Linked DNA regions of Mus musculus: regions 1, 2 and 4 are each linked to region 3. A link is a contact called in public capture Hi-C, promoter capture Hi-C and targeted proximity ligation data. All regions are on one chromosome and are shown on one strand. The core of a region is the stretch at or near the end of the contact, and the rest is flanking DNA. Distances in the headings are between cores, read along the strand shown.

The links. Promoter capture Hi-C pulls out the DNA fragments that hold promoters and counts their contacts. Capture Hi-C pulls out chosen DNA fragments and counts their contacts.
Region 1: a capture Hi-C map of embryonic stem cells shows a contact between it and region 3, with 4 times the contacts expected there. A contact is called at or near these places in 2 of 39 promoter capture datasets (the C10 cell line and hippocampal neurons), 3 of 484 Hi-C or Micro-C datasets (all in embryonic stem cells), 5 of 130 datasets of targeted methods (embryonic forebrain, embryonic hindbrain, embryonic midbrain and 2 more) and 3 of 9 other capture datasets (embryonic stem cells, embryonic tail and embryonic trunk).
Region 2: a contact with region 3 is called in a promoter capture Hi-C map of pre-B cells, with 2.2 times the contacts expected there. A contact is called at or near these places in 4 of 39 promoter capture datasets (the 3T3-L1 cell line, hippocampal neurons, pre-B cells and 1 more) and 2 of 130 datasets of targeted methods (embryonic midbrain and large pre-B cells).
Region 4: a targeted proximity ligation map of forebrain shows a contact between it and region 3, with 7 times the contacts expected there. A contact is called at or near these places in 3 of 39 promoter capture datasets (the 3T3-L1 cell line, HPC-7-derived erythroid cells and hippocampal neurons) and 2 of 130 datasets of targeted methods (embryonic forebrain and forebrain).

What each region holds. Positions count from the first base shown.
Region 1 is chr19:24,998,059-25,000,924 of GRCm38.p6, reverse strand. It overlaps Dock8 (dedicator of cytokinesis 8), which reads right to left and starts at 1,396. Exons shown (of 48, transcript NM_028785.3): 1 at 1,222-1,396. The coding sequence starts at 1,274.
Region 2 is chr19:25,059,361-25,062,276 of GRCm38.p6, reverse strand. It overlaps Dock8 (dedicator of cytokinesis 8), which reads right to left. Exons shown (of 48, transcript NM_028785.3): 3 at 994-1,169. Among named protein-coding and RNA genes, the nearest start is that of Ndufb4b, 28 kb to the right of the region's middle.
Region 3 is chr19:25,608,978-25,611,787 of GRCm38.p6, reverse strand. Dmrt3 (doublesex and mab-3 related transcription factor 3) reads right to left here and starts at 1,251. Exons shown (of 2, transcript NM_177360.3): 1 at 521-1,251. The coding sequence starts at 989.
Region 4 is chr19:26,465,505-26,468,732 of GRCm38.p6, reverse strand. No RefSeq gene overlaps it. Among named protein-coding and RNA genes, the nearest start is that of Gm34808, 41 kb to the left of the region's middle.

The DNA.
Region 1 (2,866 bases), core at 147-2,646, 610 kb after region 3:
CCAGGCTTGCATTAGGTCCCAGACAGTCACTTCAGATCAGTCTCACCCCTCCTGAATCCCTAACAGCTTCCTGCCCTTGTTCCTTGTTTCCTGGCTTTTTTTCTTTCTCATGACAGGGACAAAGAGAGGAGAAGCGGGGAAGGCAATGATGACAGCCATCAAAACTTCCTATGCCCCTACGGCCCCACTGCAGCCAGGACAGCCTGATGAGGGGAAAGGCTCCGATAGGAAGACTGAATTATGATATAGTTACCCTTTAGCATTTGTATACAGTCCACATTAATAATTAAACTAATTGGACAGATGAAATAGTGAAGGAAGTGAAAGGTCTTGCTCACAACTGCACAGGGAAACTCCACTGGCCCTCTGTGGTCCTTACCGCTCACTATTCAAGGATGGTGATTCCTAGTGACTCCAGCTTCACTCACTAGCAGCCCAAAGATGAATTACTGTGGGCCAGCGTCCCACATGCAAAAACAAACAAACAAGAACAAGAAAAAAACACCAACCCTGGAAGTCCTCCAGAGCGCTGCCCTTCCACATTATCTTTTAGCCAGGCAGTCTAGATTTCCCAGGTCAAGGCAAAAATGCCCCCTTGAATACTTGTCAGCAGTTTTCAGTGGAGGAAACGCCGCCGCTTGAGTCTACCGAGAACTTTATGAGTAGTCAACTCACAGAGATGTGGCGTGTGCAGCTCTGTTTATAAATTGGAAATCCCTGTGTTCTTCACTTTTCTAGAGTGCTAGAAATCTTTAAACGTCAGCTACAGCTCATTCCCTTTCGCTTATTTAAAGGAGGAATTTTTTTAAAATCATTTTTTCCACTTCATGGTTGGCTCCTTTTGGACCAAGGTATAAAAATAGCGCTGCCATCCAAAGCCAAGATGTTTTTTGGAAAGAGGGGGTTGAAAGAGCCCTAACCCTGGACCACGGACCGATCTGCTTCAAAGCAGGGCTGATTTTCAGCCACTTAGCTTCTTTCCGCTGTCTCCCGACTGGAAGGAAGGCGCAATTTGTTAAGCCAAGTTCGGGCGCGCGACCCCGCGCTCCGGGTCGGGCCACCTGTCTCAGAACAGCGAGGGCGGCGGGAGCCACGCCGGGTTGGGGAGGTGGCGCAAGACGCTGGTCCGGACAGCAGCGCGGGTGACAAGAGGACGAGAATGAGTCGCCACGGGGACCGGCGCGCCCCGCCGCGGACTGGCCAGGAACCGCGCCGTCTTACCTGTTGATCTTGAGCGCGAAGGCGCGGCGCTCGGCGCTCGGCAGCGTGGCCATGGCGCGCGCGCGCGGTTCCACGGCTTCGGGGCTCGCGGGGCTGCGGGGGGACGGGACCCGAACGCACAGCCGCTGCAGAGCCCGGCGCGCCCGGCGCCAGCCTCATCTGTCAGCCGCGCCGCGGAAACTTCCGCATTTCCACCTTGGCCGCGCAGCTCCCGGGGGGAGGGCTCTGCTCCCTCCGCCGCCCGCGGCGCCGCCCGGCCTGGCACGCACCGAGCGCTTGGCGAGGGCGTGGACGCCGCGCCGAGCCGCGCTCCGGATACTCAGAGTCGCCGGCCGCAGGCGCGCGTTTCCCCCGCCGCTGACCCGGGACCGACGGGCACGGTGGCTGCGGAGCGCGGACCGCGAGAGCTGGCCGGAAACGCCGGCGGCCGGAGCCGGAGGGCGACTGGGGCAGTGAGCGCTGGATCCAGAAGCAGCCAGCGGGGTCTGGAGGGGCCACCCGGTGGATTGACGCCATTCCTGGGAACATTTCTTTTTAAGGCAGCCTCTTAGGACATCAGTCGACTTTTTCCCAGCCGAAGGCGCACTGTCATTCATGGGACACTTTATTATAATGGCTGCATCCCACGAGTAAATATTAGGAGCTATATGACTTTTCATTTTAGAACCTGAGGGAATACACAGCATTGAGATTGACCGGTATCTCAACAGAGTTCTGTTTTACATGGAGAAACCTGACCAGACCACAAAGGAGAAATCTGGAGAAATAAAAATAAAAATAATCCCCAAAGGATGAGCGTGGAAAAGACTGTGCCTATTTCAAGTAATATATTTGGTCCAAGTTGTGTTGTATGAACTCCGTGTGTTTCCACTTGTCAACTTGCCTTCGGAAACACGAAAGGGCTATATTTTTGGCTCAAAGCTGCAGAGTCTAGATATGGAAGCCACAAGCCACATGTGGCCGTTGGCCACTTGAATTTTTGGTTAGTCTAAAGTGAGATGGGTTGGAAAATAAATACACACTGGGTTTCCAAGACAGTACAGAAAAAAAATAAGGCAAAATGTCTTAATTTTTGTATTGATTGCATGTTAAAAACAATCCTTTGGAAGCTGTTAAGTTAAGAAACATATTATTAAAGATAATTTCACCTGTTTGTTTTTCCCTGTATTAAAATGTGGCTCCCATTAAGAAGATGTAAAAATTACTTCCTTAGCTCACATTTGCTGGCACATTGAGTTCTTACTGAACAACACTGGTCCACTACAACTTAATTTGTAACCTAATACTAAAATACTGGCCGACCATATGCTATTTATTCTTGGCAGCCTTCTTCCTCTGCTTCTGGGTAGGTAGTTGAGCAAACCTTCAGAGCTGGTTAGGTAACTCTCCCCCTCCCTCATACCAATGCCTTTAAACATAAAAGACAATGTGTACAACATAACAATACAGAGACTCTAAGTACAGACCGACAGAAAACACGACTTTAATAAACGAGGCCAACTATTCCTTGTAATCCAAACCTGTAATCTCCACTACTCAGAAAGCTGAGGCAAGAAAGAGGATCACAAATTCAAGGTCTGCCTGTGCTACAAAGCAACTGCAAGGCCTAACATTCTCAAGGGCCTGGATTCATTCCCAGGGTCAA
Region 2 (2,916 bases), core at 372-2,871, 550 kb after region 3:
CCTATGGTCAGTAAGCTGGCACCCAGAAGTCCAATTCTAGGGCCTGTAATCTTCACTTTTTTTGGACTGTCCCACCCTGTCCCACTGCATCCCTTAAACTGTATCTTAGCTCCCACAGGGCTTTCCAAAGCTTTTGGCTAAACCAATTTAGAAATCGTGTACATCTGCCTACCATGTGTGAGGCCTGTGCTAGGTCCTCAGCACCACAAAACAAACAAACAAACAAACAAACAAGCAAGCAAACAAACTCTACATCTAGGGAGCAATACTATATGTACTGTATATTTTAGTGGATTGAGTAGTTTTGCTCCTTTTAAAATATGTGTGTGTGTGTGTGTGTGTGTGTGTGCTGGTGAGTGTGTGCATGTGCATGAGGAGGCAATAAGTAGATGTTGGGTACCTTCCTCAATTCTTTAGTTTTGAGGGAGGGTCTTTCAGTTGGACCTGGAGCTTACTAAGTGGCTAAACTGGCTGCTCAGCAAGCCCCAGGGATACCCTCTGCCTCTCTAGCACTGGAGTTAAACTACATGCCTGTCACCATGCCTTGCTTTTTCTGGGGGTGCTGGGGAATCTGAGCTCAGGTCCTCATGACATCTCCTCGGGCCCTAAAATGTTTTTTTTTTAATTAAAATAATTATTAACTTCTTTGTAATTCTAGGGATCAAATCTGAGACCTTGCACATGTTACACAGGCATTTTGCTGCTGCTCTGTAGCCCTTCCCCCTAGTCCTCGCCACCCCAATCCAAAGTTTGCTTCTTTTCCAGAGTATTTCAAAACTGGGCATGCCAGTGCACACCTTTAACTCAGGCACCACGGAGGCAGGAGCAGGAGGGCTGTGACTCTGCGTTCAGTTTAGGGTACATGGCTGTTTCAAGAAGAAAGAAAGAGAGAGAGAGAGAGAGAGAGAGAGAGACAGACAGACAGACAGACAGACAGACAGGGGTTCAGAATCAGCACCCTTCCCATCTCATATTTTCAAAAAAATAATTTACCCTTCCTCTGGCAGAGAGTGCTGCAAAGTCCTACATTCTTTGGGTGTGAAGGCCACATGCAGGTCGTCATCGGTGAGGTCCCCCAGCTCCTGGGCCAGCTCTGCATCCAAGCTGTTTAAGTGTGTCATCACGAGTCCTTCAAAGTCCACTGGCTCGACAGGCTCATAAAGCTGAGGCTGGAGGGGAAAGGAGGGGAGAGGGTCGTTCCCACCAGGCTTCCTGGTGGAGTAGACAGACACACAGGCACGCAAGTCGGTGGATATCTGCCCTGCCCTCCCCTTCAACCCAGCGTTTTCACTTTTAGCCTAAATGAAGCGACTGGAGGAGCTGTCAAACTGCAATTGTGACAGGAGAGGTAAAGAAAGGCAGTAGCAGAAAGTCAAGTCACAACACGATGAGTAATTAAAATCCCTCCCCAAGGCAGAATTTTTCTCGGCTTAATTGCAGCCTGATGAGGAATCCTGAGGAGATCCAAAATGAGATCACAGGCTTTGAGGAATTTTTATAATTTCTCCTGCAAAAGCTCTCTCTCGGAGGCTATGCTTTTGTTTACCCAAACACAGTGAAAAAGAGAAAGAAGGCAACTCTCCAGAAACTCAGGCAAACGCAGCACTCCTCTGGCTGTGCGCTCAGATGCAGTGTTTCCCTTGGACCGAGACGGCTGTACACTGCTGCTCAAAGCCAGCAGCTTAGACACAGTCCCAGCTGACCTGGAGCCAGGCTTGTGGCTAAACCCCTCTATGGCTGAGGTTTCCAAACACTACTAGTCGGGAAGAAACGCACAGGACTGAACCTGGGCGAGCAACCCCTGAGGATCTGCTGAGGAAAGCTGCCCCATCTTCGTTTCATACTCCCACAGAGAGGGGGGAGGGGAGGGGGAGGGAATAGACAGGATAGAGACCCAGAGTAACTGAAACAATGTTGCTCTTCAGTTGATAGTATTAAGAATAGGCAACATTTTGCCAGTCCCGTATTAAACAAAATACGTCTAGCCCGATGCATGCAAAGATCCAGGAACCACTGCCTTAAGGCAGTGAAAGCCACTTAGATCAAGGAGACTGGCCCAGAAATAACAACAGCAGTAGAGGCTGCAGCCCTCTGACACAGCCCAAGTGAACGTTCGCTGTTCTGTTCCCAATCCCCAAAGCATCACAAAACAAAAGCCACAGATTCCGGACTTGTCCTATGGGAGGGCCAGCCTGAAGGAAGGGCTGACAAAACTGGTTTTTCATCCCCTTGAGCCCACATACCAGCAGGCCTTAAGCTGGGGTGGAGGAATAGTGCTGTTGAAGAGGCAAAGGGCAAAAGGGTGCCAGAATTTAACTATGTATGGCTTTCACTGTCTCCCTTTCCCTGAGACAGGAACAACTTACTCCTGAGAGAGAAGATACAGCTGCCGGTGATGGCAATTCTTAGTTGTCAACTTGACTATGTCTGGAATCAACTAAAACTCAAGTAGCCGAGCATACCCGTGAGAGGCTTTTCCTGATTGGCTCATTGGAGATAGGAAGAGCTACCTTATAAATCCAGATCATTTGAGGTCATATGACTCACCCTAAATCTGGGTCACACCTTCGGGTAGCAGCCCACAGAAAAGGGCATGGAAGAAGGAAGAGTTTTCTTGTCCCCTGCTTGCCCGCACTCTCTCTGATCTCATCTCTCCTGCTGCTGAGGCATCCCTTTATCAGGTTTAGAGCTTGCTTCTTTGGGATTCCAAAGTACATTAAAGTCCAGTTGAGAACCCAGCCTTGTGGACCGAACAACTGCTGGACTGTTGTCCTTTCTGTCAAAAGACAGCCATTGGTGGACTAGCCAGACTAGCCTGTAAGGGGGTTTAATAACCCCCTTAAATAAATAGATATTTATTCTACCAGTTCTGCTCCTCTAAGAAACCCCAAGTAAATCCACTACCTACTTCTGGCC
Region 3 (2,810 bases), core at 2-2,501:
CTAAAAAAAACAAAACGACTCCTAGTTCCTTTAAGTAAGAGACAAAACGCCTGTTCCGGACCAAGCCAAGAATCACCTAGAAACAGCAAAGCACTGGGCCCTGACTGCTAGCCAGCACCTACTTACCCCCTCGCTCCAAGTGAGAGCCCCCACCCGTCTAAAACCCGCAGCCCGGATAACCCTCCTCATTGTGGTGTGTTTAAAGTCGGTCTTCCCCAAGACATCATTTTATTTTTAAAATTGACCTGCTATGTTCCCTTTCAACCCGGGGAAAGCCTCTGACGATAGGGACACAGCCAGGCGATCTGGTTGGCCCCTCTGGCGGGCTCCTGGGTTCCATCGGCTTCAGACTCTCGAGACCCCCTTTCCGGGAGAGTAAGAACCGGTGCCTGGTGGGGGTGGGGCAGGTCCAACCAGGTCCACTTCCCACAAACTTGTCTTCGGCCTTCCCCCACGATCCCGAAGAGCCCTCGAAGCTCCCTCATTCGGAGCGCGACCCCAGCGCCGCAGACGCTCTCACCTGGTTTAGCAAGCTGCGCTGGCAGCGTCCCGGGCTGGGGCTCCGCGACCCAGCGCAGCGCGGCGGCCGCGGCCAACTCCGCGGTGGGACGAGGCGGCGCGGGCGGCTGGGACGCTTGGGAGGCTGGCGACGACTGCGAGGCGGTAGCGGCGGTGGCCGCAGCGTCCCCCGGCGGCGGGGGCCCTGGCAGAGCCCGCAGCGAGTCCGGGATGAGGCTCTCCAGGCTCTCGTTGGCCTGCTGCCTGCGCAGCGCCACCTGCGCCGCCATCACCCGCTGCCGCTCGATGATCAGGATGCACTTCTCGCAGGTGCAGTCCTTGAAGCGACAGTAGCGCTTGTGGCCCTTGAGCCAGGACAGCACCCCGTGGTTCCGGCAGCGCGCGCACTTGGGCGTGCGCTGCAAGGGCGCCCGCGGCGGCTGCGACACCGGGCCGCCCATGTACAGGTAGGGGGAGCCGTAGCCGTTCATGCCCAGGGCTCCCCCCGGCCGGCGGCGGGAGCTGGAGCACAGAGCTCGGAGGCCCGCTCTCGGGAGGCCCCGGAAGGTCCGCGGCGGCCGGAGCTACGGCAGCAGTCTCCCCGGCTCCGATGGCGCTCGCAGCCCGCCGGTACCCACGCGTGCCGCCTCTCTGCCCGCCGCTCTCGGGGCGCAGGCTCCACCCGCAGGTCCTCCCACGCTGAGGCTCTCCAGCAGCTGCAAGGAGCCGGGGAGAGCTCTGATTACGGTCTGAGCCACTTCCTTCCCTGGTCCCTTCCTCGCAGACTGGACCCAGCACCTCCTCCGCCACCCTCCCCCCCCAGTCCCTCCTCCCTCCCGCCGCCACCCCCCCCCCAATCGGGGTCCCAGCCTCCTTGCGCTCCCCACGCGCTTTCCTCCTCCCTGGCAGGCACCCCTCGGGTTCCTGCACCTCACCTTCCCCGCCACCTGCAGCCTGGCCTCTCAGGCGGGGGCGCTCACAGCCCCCTCTGCCAAGCGCTCTGTTACCCCTTCCTGAGCCGGGAGGGACTGCGCCGCTGCGGTACCGCGGGAGCGCTGGGCGGACCGGGTGTGGGGCGGGGGACGATGGGGAGGGGGGTGGGTGTTTGTAAGCCAGCCGGCAGGCCTCTCCCCTACCCTCTCACGTCGCTCCAGCACTGGCCTCGAAGCACTGAGCCCTAGACCGCTTTCCTTCCCACCCTTGGCCTCAGCCATTCGGAGCTTGCGAGGGAATTGAGGGTACTCCGCAGGTCGGCCCCGGGAGAACCGGGTTTCAAGAACCGGAAAGTCTCCACCTGGCAAGAGGAATCAAAAGAGGGGTAGTAGTGATTCGGGAATTCTTCGCTTGGTTTTGCAATCTAGTTTCTTTTTCATTGCTACAGAAGAAAAATGAGTATTTTTTTTTTTAATCTGTCAGGCTTCAGGAAGACAACTCGTTTTATAGGGTAACTTCAATTTTCTACTTAACCTCCTCTTGTCTTTAAAATAAACAATCTCTGCCTTGAATGACCTCTCTGCCTTGGACTGCCAAGTGCTCTCTTGGATGTTTTTCTTAAGCACTGTTTAAACTTTCCGAGGGTGTAGGGAGAAGACACATTAGTGGCCCCAAAGTTACCTGGTATTTTGTTCACGCAAAGGCCACTGAATCAGCCAAGGTCCGGAATTGCCCAGTTCAAATCCCCACAGACGCTGTGTTTTACTTAAGAATAAGGAATAGACCCTACTCGTAACAATCTTTGCGTGACGATGAAGAGTCTCCTGTATAACCTTAGACTGCATAAGCCTTTTTTTTTTACAGCATAAATTTCGTTTATACTCTTTGCTTGTTTTCAGTATTGGTTTGTCCAATGTCGAGTATTACTACGTACGTGTAGAGAAGGCTGCCTTTTTTCACTCAACCAAGAAAACAACCGAACAAAAATCAAGGCATAAAGTAGGCTCAGGACCGCTTTAACAACTCAGTGGGAAGGAGCCAACGGAAGTCCCGGACGGTCTTTTAGCGGCCCCTGGGAACGTGCGCTCCGCTTCTTACTGTGTGGGTGAAAGTTAACGTAAACGGGTCTGCTGCGGTACCTGACTCCTGAACTGCACAGAGACCATAGTCTCTTTCTGGAGGTCGCTTTCCAGTGCCCAGCCCTACCGCCAGCCAAGGAAGAGAGCATCGCTGGCAATCTTGAGTTTGCTGTGAATTCTAGGACTGTGTCGTCCGAGGTTCAAGCAGCAAGCTCTCTGCCCAGAAGAGTGATTTGGAACCGGGAGAGAGCTTTGAACGCGGAATATAAATGTAGCTTTGTACCTTTTTTCCCCCTCGAT
Region 4 (3,228 bases), core at 228-2,727, 860 kb before region 3:
TTCTTCTTCTTCTTCTTCTTCTTCTTCTTCTTCTTTTTTTTTTTTTTTTGAGTTTTTTGAGACAGGGTTTCTCTGTGTAGCCCTGGCTGTCCTGGAACTCACTCTGTAGACCAGGCTGACCTTGAACTCAGGAATCCACTGGCCTCTACCTCCCAAGTGCTGAGATTAAAGGCCTGCACCACCACTGCCCGGCTTGTGGGTAGCTTTCTTATGCACATTATCTGCCTCTAGTCTAGCACCATTATCTCTGGTCCTATGAGTAATGTGGCTTGTCCATATGAACTTCTGCTACCGACTTTTAACATGGTTTCATATATGAAACTGTATGACAAACAAGAATGGCATCTCAGGGGGCAATTGGAGGCCACACAGCTGTTGATGGTGGATTGCTATGCTGGTTAATCTTTGTCAATTTGACATAAATCAGAGTCACCTAGGAAGAGGGAGCCTCAGTTGAAGAATTGCCTTAATCAGATTGGCCTGTGAGCATGTTTGTGGGGGCAAATGGATTGCTTATTGATGCAAGGGGGCCTAGCCCATCGTGAGCGGTAGCATCCCTGGATGGGTGGTCCTGGGCTATAGAAGCAAGCTAGTAAGCAGCATTCCCCTATGGTCTCTGCTTTAGTTCCTGCCTCAACTTCCTTCGATGGTGGATTGTGGTCTGGAAAACCTGTAAGAGGAAATAAGCCCTTTCCTTCCCAGGTTGCCTCTTGTCGGTATTTTATCATAGCAGAAGAGAGGAATCTAAGGTGCTTATCCTGAAGCTCTTGCACCAGTTTGGCCTGGAAGTGGAGCCTTGGGACCGTGCAGGGATACCAGGAAGTAGAGGTAGTTAGCACTGCCCAATGAAAGAGGAATGTGAGGTTAAAAAACCGGAAACGCACCCAAGGCGTTGGAGAGCGCTCTCATTGAAAAGCACCCAGGTTAAACAGATCCAATCTAGGTCAACAGAGTGGCTGGCAAAAGCATCACTCCCCATCATGCACATAAAACTCATCTCCTTGAAAAGACAGGAGCTGGAAGCACTTTAATGAAAGACTGAAGGTGAGCAGGGTGGAGGACAGTCGCACCTCGAAGCTGACAGCTGTCTTCAAGACCATCAAGGCAAATCCCAGCGTTTCCTTCTTTGTTTGCCTCTTCCAAGAATAGGCTGCCAAACCCAGGCACCTGCAGCTTTCCCGTCACTTCCCAAGCTGCTGACATTTTCTCCAGGTCAGAGCCACTGCATGCAAATACCTGTCTATCTATTCACGCCTGCCACTCAGGCAGCGAGGCAAAAAATCTGGACTCAATCCCTGCCTTGGGATAATTGCTTAGCAAACAGGATGCACATAATCCATTTTCATTATTAATACTCCAGTTAGGAGCCAGACTCTGTGTTTGGTTTCTCATAATGAGAGCGGCCTTACAATGGAGGTGATGCAATCTACCATTCAGCTCACAGCACTGTGAGGAGGCAAAAAAAACCTCCCCCCTCCTGTGGCAGATTTAGATTCTAGGCATTTCTGTTCCTGTAAAGCAGCAGGCTGGATGAGCCCACTATTGAAGAGTAAGACGTGCTGCGTTTCTTGCCTGGCTGATTTTGTAAAAATGTCCTGCCTGCTCATTTGCTTATTGTTCCTAATCTCCACCCGATAGCTCCTTCGAAGGCATCTGCCCCTTACCACTGCACACCCTGGGAGCAAAACTGCTGGCATGAAGGAAAAGTTTGAAAATGATTGCCAAGCAGTGCTAATTCAGATATAACCAGCCCGACCCTGGTGGCTGGCTCAACCACGCAGCAGAAACCTGGTTAGATTTTAAAGGTTATTTTTTTTTAAATGTGCAAACTAGAGGTGCTTCCTGAAGAGAGTTGAAAGAGTTCTAGGGTGGCTTCGCTTCTCCTCCACAACTTTCATTCCATCTCAGTGGAAAGTAGTTTGCTATTAAAAGGCAAGATAATCCATTATCACTGTGAGTCCTGAACTGCCAGGGGGAAGCCCGCAGCTGGCTGGAAGGAAGGGCTGATAACTTGCATTTAAAGAAAAAAAAATCAATTGCCAGTTGGTGTCTTGCCATCATTCAGAAATAAGGCATAAATGTGACCACAGGTGGAGGAACTGGGTCCCTTGGAGTCTGTGCAGTGGGATTTGAAGTTTTCCTGTTTACCTCTGTCTGGATTAGTTCGAGCCGTTTGGATCCACGGTGACTGAGTTGGTTATTTTTATCAGGTTCTTTGGTGACAGGTGCCCAGGTTACAAGAAACAAATTGGCACTAATTGGACACTCCTGTTGGCATCTTGGCAGGAGAGTGCATCAATAGCTTGATCTGGGAAGCTGTGCATTAACCGGAAGGGGCATGGCCAAGCTGTTGTGCAGCTCCTGTTTATTTGAATTTGCCTGCTTTAAGAACAAGAGGGATGCTAATTTTCACTAGTATTCTAGCATTATGGCTGCAAACACACCTATACTTGTCCCAGAGGGAACCTTCAATGAAAGTATGCTTATGAAATCCTTGTCACCCCATTTACCAGGATAATTGATGTGGGATATGGCCCAGTGGCAGCACAAGGGTGGCCACATGGTTTCTCAGTGGGCAGGGTCGTTGTCATTTTTTTCACCAGTATGTTTGACAGCCAATCTGCCTCATAGTAGTAGATGCAGAATAAACAACTGTGAAGAAAATACATATTTGTTGAATGACTGGATGTAGCCCCCATCCTTGTGAGTGAATCACCATCCTTTCAACTTGAATCGTCAACATGGAGAGTTAGACCAGATGTTAGCACTCATCTAAGCAAGCTGCCCTCATTGTTCAGATGAGAAGTACTGGCAGGATGTGACTGAGCTGAGAGCAGAATCCCCATTCTCTATACCCCTTGTTGGCTATCTTCGTGTTTCTTCTCAGAAAGAGATTTCAGAACACAGGATGCTGTCGCTAATGAACAGCCCAACAGACCATAGAGAGAGAAACCTGACTTCTATATTGGGAGTCTCTCCTGATTGTGTGGCCTCCAGAAAATCACTTAATGTTATTGGATTTCTGCTGTGCCTGGTCTATTTAAGGAGACCGACAAGTCGCCAGGCAATTATGATAACGAATGTTACCTTTGGCTAATAGGGGAAAAAACCTGGAAGAAAAGGACAAAAAATACTAGGCCATGTGGGGGTAAATTATCTTCTAGTTATAAATAATCAGCATGTTGAATTAGAGCAGGGCAGGTTCCTAGGAAGGAGCTTGATTTAATA